Regions from separate parts of the Zea mays genome. Here region 1 is linked to region 2. The links are chromatin contacts, called in public Hi-C maps. All regions are on one chromosome and are shown on one strand. Each heading gives the region's core, a stretch centred on a gene start, on an enhancer-like site or on the middle of the called end of the contact. The rest is flanking DNA. Distances are from core to core; before and after follow the strand shown.

Region 1 (3,259 bases), core at 636-3,135, 360 kb after region 2:
AGTGAATTGAGGGGATTTAGGGCCCGTTTGGCATAGCTCCAGCTCCTGATTCTAAGCGAGGATCTGGAGGAGCCGTGCCAAACGGGTATTTTTTTTAAACTGATTCTCGTGTGGAGCCGAAAGATTGGGAGTCGTTTTTGTGAAGAAATGTGGGATCTAAAAAAACCTGCTCCACCCTCCCTTAAAACAGCTCCTCAACCAACCAAATATGGACCTCCCCTTAAAGTTTGATCGAAATTACTCGCAATTGCCATTGGACAAAAACATAACGAGCCAATTTATGGATTAAACATTTGAGACCATTTTATGCACTACTATGATGGAAATATTTTATATGTTATTGTTTCATAATTTTTTTCTCGTATATGTGTCCTACTTATTGGTTTGTAACAAAGTTGAACTGCAAAGGGTAAAACAGACAATCGCCACAGACCACCAACTCTCAGCAGACACTTGCCAAACGGTTTTTAAAATGATTCTGATTCTCTAGAAGAAACAGGAGGATCAGCTCCTCACGAGGATCAGGATCTGGAGCTAAAGAAGCAGGAGCCAGAGCTTTACCAAACGGGCCCTTAATTCCCTCGAATCCCCTGTATGTTATCATACTCTTTCCAGCATGTTGACGTAGTCGTAGCATAAATTTTGCATTAGTAGTATTCCTTTGGAATGCTCGGACTACCCGCCTTGTTCCATTAAGCAAACCATTAGACGGATGTTTTCTCAGTAATATAATTGGACAATTAACCTTAGGATGTTTTGAGCGACTTGTTCTGGGCATTTTCGAGGAGCTAAACAATGTACAATCTCGACGGAGCTGAGCTGAGAGAAAAGTGCGTAAAGATACGTGCTCATAATCTCGAGGATTTTTGGTAACCAAAACGAACCACGGACGGATCGGGAGAAGATAAGGTCCCGCACTGCCATTGCATGTGATGTGAGACTATGCGAGGAGAAGGAGGAGCGTATACGTACCGGCGATGGGCGGCGCTGCGGCGACGACGTCGGGGAGGTCGAAGTTGATGCCCTCGGTGATTGTGGGGACCCTGCGCATGATCATCTCGAGGCAGGCGCCGGAGCTTCCCCCGACGTCTACGAGCGTGGCGACGCCGCGAAACCCGCCGGCGGCGCCGTAGCCGTCGAGGAGGGCACCCATGAAGGGCTCGGATACCCCCGCCATGGCGCGGAGCATGACCCGGTTGGCGTCCTGGTCCTTGCCGTAGTAGGCGTAGGCGGTGACCCCGGCGTTGGCGCGCGCGAACGGCTCGGGCCCCGCGGGGTCAAGCACGGCCTCGTGCAGGCGGGGCCACGCCGCCACCAGCGCGTCCTGGTGGTGCTGCAGCACGTAGTCGGCGTAGGACGCGCCCGAGGCGGGCCCCGGCACCAGGGTGCGGCCCACCGCGGTGAGCGCGAATAGCCGCCGCCGCGTGGTGGGCGTGGACTCGGTGGACTCGGAGAAAACGCCGCGGGACGCCAGCAGGCGGAGCAGCCGCTCCAGGACGGACGGGTCCGGGTGGCCCGGCGGGAGGAGGTCGGCCGCTGACATGGGCGCGTTGGCGCCGCCCGCCCACACCGCGGCCGGCACGCCCAGCCGGATCACGGCCGCCAGCGCCATCGGCACCGACACCATGTTCGCCAGCTCCATCATCGCCAGCCTGGCCTCCGCCGGGGACATGTCGTCCCTCGCGGCGGCGGCGGCGGCGGTGGCGCCGTTTGCGGACGGCGGCGGCATTGCTTTTGGTGGTTTGGATTGACGGCACGCCGCACGCTACGGGAGGGGAATGGCGTGCGCGCGCGCGTGTTCAGTTCAGTGTGTGGTGGAGGGAGCGACAGGACAGGATTTCTACTGCAGTACTGCTACAGCGGCGGACGGGACTCGTGTGTGATCTGGAGACTCCCAAGACTGCAACGGCCTGATCACATTCACATGACCCCGTCGGCCCCGCGCCGAAAATCACGAGCCCGAATCCCAATCACGACGGGCACACTCGAATGGAGACGCGATCTGTTTTTATTTATTTTCGATTTTTGAGGAATGGGGAAGCAGAGTGCACACTCGAATTTATAATACTGTTTTGATATGTTTTTTTCAGCACTGTACAAAGTAAGCCTTTTTTATTTTGAAGAATTCTTTGTATTCTCACATTTCTATGGCACTGATACTTTTTTTTTGCGTCACTGGTATTCCTGTTTATGGGGTTGTCGTCTGTTTGGCCCAGCCCCAGCATGGTTGCGATTGCAAACGCGTCGCACGTCATCTTGCAGACCATGCCTGTTGCTCCTGAGTGCGAAAGACGTATGCACAGCACAATAATACTGTACTATATTTCATCAATATTCATATGTGATATGTTTGTAAGCGTACATTCTCCGTGTAGCGTACAACAGCAGCTCGAAACATCACGGACCGTGCATTTGAAAGAGAAGTCGACTCAACCAAAGGCAACGGGAGCTGAAAGCTACATACCCACTACCACACTACGGACTGATACGCAGATGTAACGCACCAAACACTGACACATCACAGCTCAATGCTCACTGGGAGGACCAGAGAGTGATCAAGGAACCTGGTATATACCAATGCATTGCTGGTGTCTGCTTCAGTTGAGGATCAGTCAGTGTATAAATATACAGTGAAACAGCTTGCACTGGGGACACCACTTCCCAACGCAAGCTCTTCCAAAAATTAATGGCACGCCCTTTGCCGCCTGCGTCTCGGCGACACGAGCAGCAAGGCAACGAATATGCAGGCAACGTAAGTAGCCTCCCCTATAGATTCACAAAGGAGGAAAAACAGAGTTCTTTTTTGGGGGATTGGGAGGGGGTCCATTTCCTAAACAAGCTTTTCTTCACTTGCAGCAAAACTTCGCTTGCCGTCAACTTATTCCTTTCCTACTGACTGTATCTTCCACCACCTTACATTACCGAGTATGCGCGGACCACCTCCACGATGGGAGCCCGGCAGAGCGGGCACTTGCCGCCGCTGCGCACCAGCTCATTTGCACATTTCGAGCAAGTACACATGTGCCCACACCTGCCATCATCACCCGAAAGGTTTAAAGCATTACAAATCACGCATCACATACACCAGCTTGTGCACAAGGAACCTGAAATGTCATGTGGAGTACCCACCTGTACAGTAGAGAATCAATCTGTGAATCACAGCATACGCAGCAGGTTCCTGTCCTCACCTGATTCCATTTTGATCCATCGTCACACAGATCCATCGACAATCCTGACAAAAACAAGCAGTTTAATAAGA
Region 2 (3,455 bases), core at 166-2,665:
GCGGCCAAGCGCGGCGGCGTCGAGCTTCTGGCCTTGGTCGTCCTTATTGCCGAGCTCGCGCTCCACCTCCTCCCGCAGCGCGTCCTGCCAGTCCGGGTGCGCGGCGAGCATGAGCAGCGTCCACGACAGCGCCAGCGCCGTGGTCTCGTGCCCGCCGAAGAAGAAGGTCTTGCACTCGTCCACCAGCTCCCTCGTGGTGAGCCGCCGGTCGGTGGCTTCCTCCGTCCCGGCCAGCAGCAGCGACAGGAGGTCCTTCCCCTGGCGGCGGCGGCGGCGCGCGTCGTGGATGATGTCCATGAGCAGCGCGTCGATCTGGCGTCCCAGGCGCCACGCGTCGTAGGTTTTCCGCACGTGCAGCAGGCGCGCCAGCGGCACCCCGACGAGGCGGTTGGACTGGAACAGCATCGCCTGCATGGCCTGCAGCTTCCGGAACACCCGCGCGCCGGCCTCGTCGTCGGTCACCCCAAAGCTCGCCTTGGCGATGATCTCGGCGGCGTTCCGGACCACGCCCCGCTCCACGTCGACGACGGCGCCGTCCTGCTGGTCGCCGGACGCCGCCACCGCGTCGCCCCACTCGGCCAGCATCTTGGCGGTGGTCTCCTGCATGAGCCCGATCATGTCCTGCATATATGCACACCGTACCGGGGTCGGTCAGCGTCAACAACTTTTGTGAGTGAGTGAGTGCATGGAGAGATATTGAGTAGTACGTACGTTGAGGTTTGTGGCGGAGAAGGCTGGCGCGATGATGTGTCGGTGCCGGGTCCACTCTTCGCCCTCGGCCATGACGAGGCCCCGGCCGAACATGGGCATGCGGTCGCGGCGGAACACGTCGGGCTTCCCCCAGCGCTTGCCCAGCGCGCCGGCGGTGGCGGCCTTGAGGAACTCCGGGTGGGCCACGTACAGGAACGGCTCCGTGCCCAGCCAGTAGACGAAGACCTTGCCGAAGGACTCGCGCCAGCGGGCGAAGTAGGGGAAGACGGCGGCGTGGATGTCGCCGCTGGCGACGGCGGAGGACTTGTTGTTGTTGGCCTGGGCCTGGGCCTGCAGCGAGGCCGTGATCTCGGGGAGGTTGCCGAAGGGGAAGGACGGGCGTGGCCCGTCGAAGCCCGCCCCGCGGAGGCGGCGCCTGGCTGCGGCCGGTGCCAGCCACGCCGCGTAGATGAAGGCGCAGAGCAGCAGGACCGCCGCCGCCGCTATCGCTACGGCGCCGTCCATACTAATGCTAGCTTTCTGCAGAGATCAGTGCAAAGACGGTGATCGATCGGCGAGGGATCGAGGGAGAGAGGTGGCTTGCCCGGCCGCTGCTAGTGCTAGGCTGCTAGCTAGCTTGTGGTGGTGTGTTCTGTCTCGATTTGGATGAGGAGAGGTGGTGCATGGCGCTGGGGTTTATATAGCTAGCCTGCTGGTGGGGAGGGCGGCGAGGTCGGAGAAGTGAAGGAACGAGAACGATGAGGCGCCGACGCAGCCGACGGGTGGGGGTACGTGGGTGCGGTGGTCGTCCGTGTGGCCGTGTGCGGGAGTTTGACCGAGCGAGAGGCTAGAGCGGACGCGGGGGTACAGGAGAATGAAGCAGGCTGGGTCAGAGACTCGGAGACGACACGACACCGACCGAAAGGATATGATGTTGCATGCAGCATGTCATGCGGCCGGTCAAAATCAAAATCATCGCTATCAAAGCCGTCAACAGAATCGCCATGATGATAAATATGGCCGAAATGCTCTCCCAGTTTCATACCGCGGGCTGTGCGTTCGTGACATCGTGTATCCATGCGCTGCCAATATTATTATTCGATCGTCTAATCAATTACTACTTTATTTAATTATTATTACACTATGCATATGGTACCCTCTGACTGCACACTACTAGTACTGTATAACCTTTTTTTTATTAATGCTAAAGCTGATGTCAGTCCGACACAAAATGCGAAAAGTAAAAAGAAAAAGAAAAAGAAAAAGAAAAAAAGGACACCGTGTGTGTGTCTGTCTGACAGTGGGATGTGCCTGTCTCTGTCTGTCAGTGGGTGACATATGGGACCTATCTGTCAGCGAGTTCCTCTTCCTCTTTTCTTCTTGTCTTGGCGCGTTCCGTGGAGCGCGCGAGCCGGCCATCCATGATGCATGGGATCTCGTTGCCACGCGCGCGGCGGCGGAGGAGGAGAACAGAGGGGAGCCAGCCGACGGCCGTCCATGGCTGCTGGGTCGCTGGAAGTGGATGCCCGCTTGTCTCTAGAATCATATTTATTTATTTAGGGCAAATTTATTTATGCACATAGAATAGAATCTTTGCTGGGTGGGTGCCAAAGCAAGCAAGGACTTGAGGGTGACCTGCACTGCATGGGCCACCACACCATGGACTGCTGCAACTGCATGCTGCTCGCTCATCTTCGCATCATGCATCAGACAGACGACGACGGATGGTGGATGGAGACGCGCGCGGTGCGGTCAACAACGCAAGGAAGTTACAGCTGGCTAGCGCCGCGTTCATGCATTCTCCATATGGCCGGCCGGCCGGCTGGCTTGGTCGTCGTCGTCGTCCTCCTCTACCGAGTACCGACCTCGATCGCCGCTCACCTGAGAGATCGAGAGCAGTCATTCAACTCCGGCCAGGGCGCGCGCGCCACACGTGGATCGCTTTCTTCCCCAATGGTTTCCGCCTCTCTTTCCGTTTCCGCCTCTCTTTCCGTTTCTGGATTGGACGGAGCGACCTGCACTCTCATGCGGCTTCTTGCTTTTGGCCGGCAATATTTCTAGTCAACAACGTTTGCTTCTTTTCTTTCCTTTACTATTGGATGATAGAGCCTATTAAGCTCGTCGTCGTTTTGGATAGAATGATAGATAGGCTAGCCTGCTACCGACTTGGATTTGCATGGACACATATAAAGAACTGGGATCGATGCATCCATGCTATGGAACAAATCAGCAGGGAAGGGTGTACTGCTACATGCTGCAGCTACAATCTATAGAGAAAAAATAAATATAAAAACCGATAGATTAATTAAAGCCGCAGCGAACATATATGTTTAATCAGTGCCTCCCCCACCAGCAAGTAGAGTGCGATACCTGTCGGCGTTTCGAGACCGGGGGTCCCTAAGCCGACGAGTGAATGTCGCCGCGTGCCCCAGCCCAGATGGGTCGACGCGAGGCCGAGCGCGAAGGGGGGAAGTGAGGTGGCCGGAGATGGGCGTGAGAGAGGTGGAAATCCCGCGGCCTTCGTGTTCGTCCCGCGCCCAGGTCGGGTGCGCTTGCAGTAGGGGGTTACAAGCGTCCACGCGGGAGAGGGAGCGAGCGGCCTCACGCGAGCGCCTGTCTCCTCCTCGTCCCCGCGCGGCCAACCCTCTCTAAGAGGGCCCTGGTCCTTCCTTTTATAGGCGTAAGGAGAGGATCCAGGTGTACAATGGGGGGTATAGCAGAGTGCTACGTGTCTAGCGGAGGAGAGCTAGCGCCCTAAGTACATG

What was found. A called contact is a pair of places that touch in the nucleus more often than the background predicts.
Region 1: a Hi-C map of bundle sheath shows a contact between it and region 2, with 3 times the contacts expected there. The contact joins the promoter of LOC100283243 here to the promoter of LOC103654095 in region 2. A contact is called at or near these places in 2 of 25 Hi-C or Micro-C datasets (bundle sheath and ear).

The regions. Positions count from the first base shown.
Region 1 is chr4:175,085,446-175,088,704 of Zm-B73-REFERENCE-NAM-5.0, forward strand. LOC100283243 reads right to left here and starts at 1,886. Exons shown (of 3, transcript NM_001156145.2): 1 at 973-1,886. The coding sequence starts at 1,729. It overlaps LOC103654099 (RING/U-box superfamily protein), which reads right to left. Exons shown (of 7, transcript XM_008680923.4): 6 at 3,130-3,232; 7 at 2,303-3,031. The coding sequence ends at 2,914.
Region 2 is chr4:174,730,461-174,733,915 of Zm-B73-REFERENCE-NAM-5.0, forward strand. LOC103654095 (cytochrome P450 714C3) reads right to left here and starts at 1,416. Exons shown (of 2, transcript XM_008680901.2): 1 at 712-1,416; 2 at 1-621. The coding sequence starts at 1,215.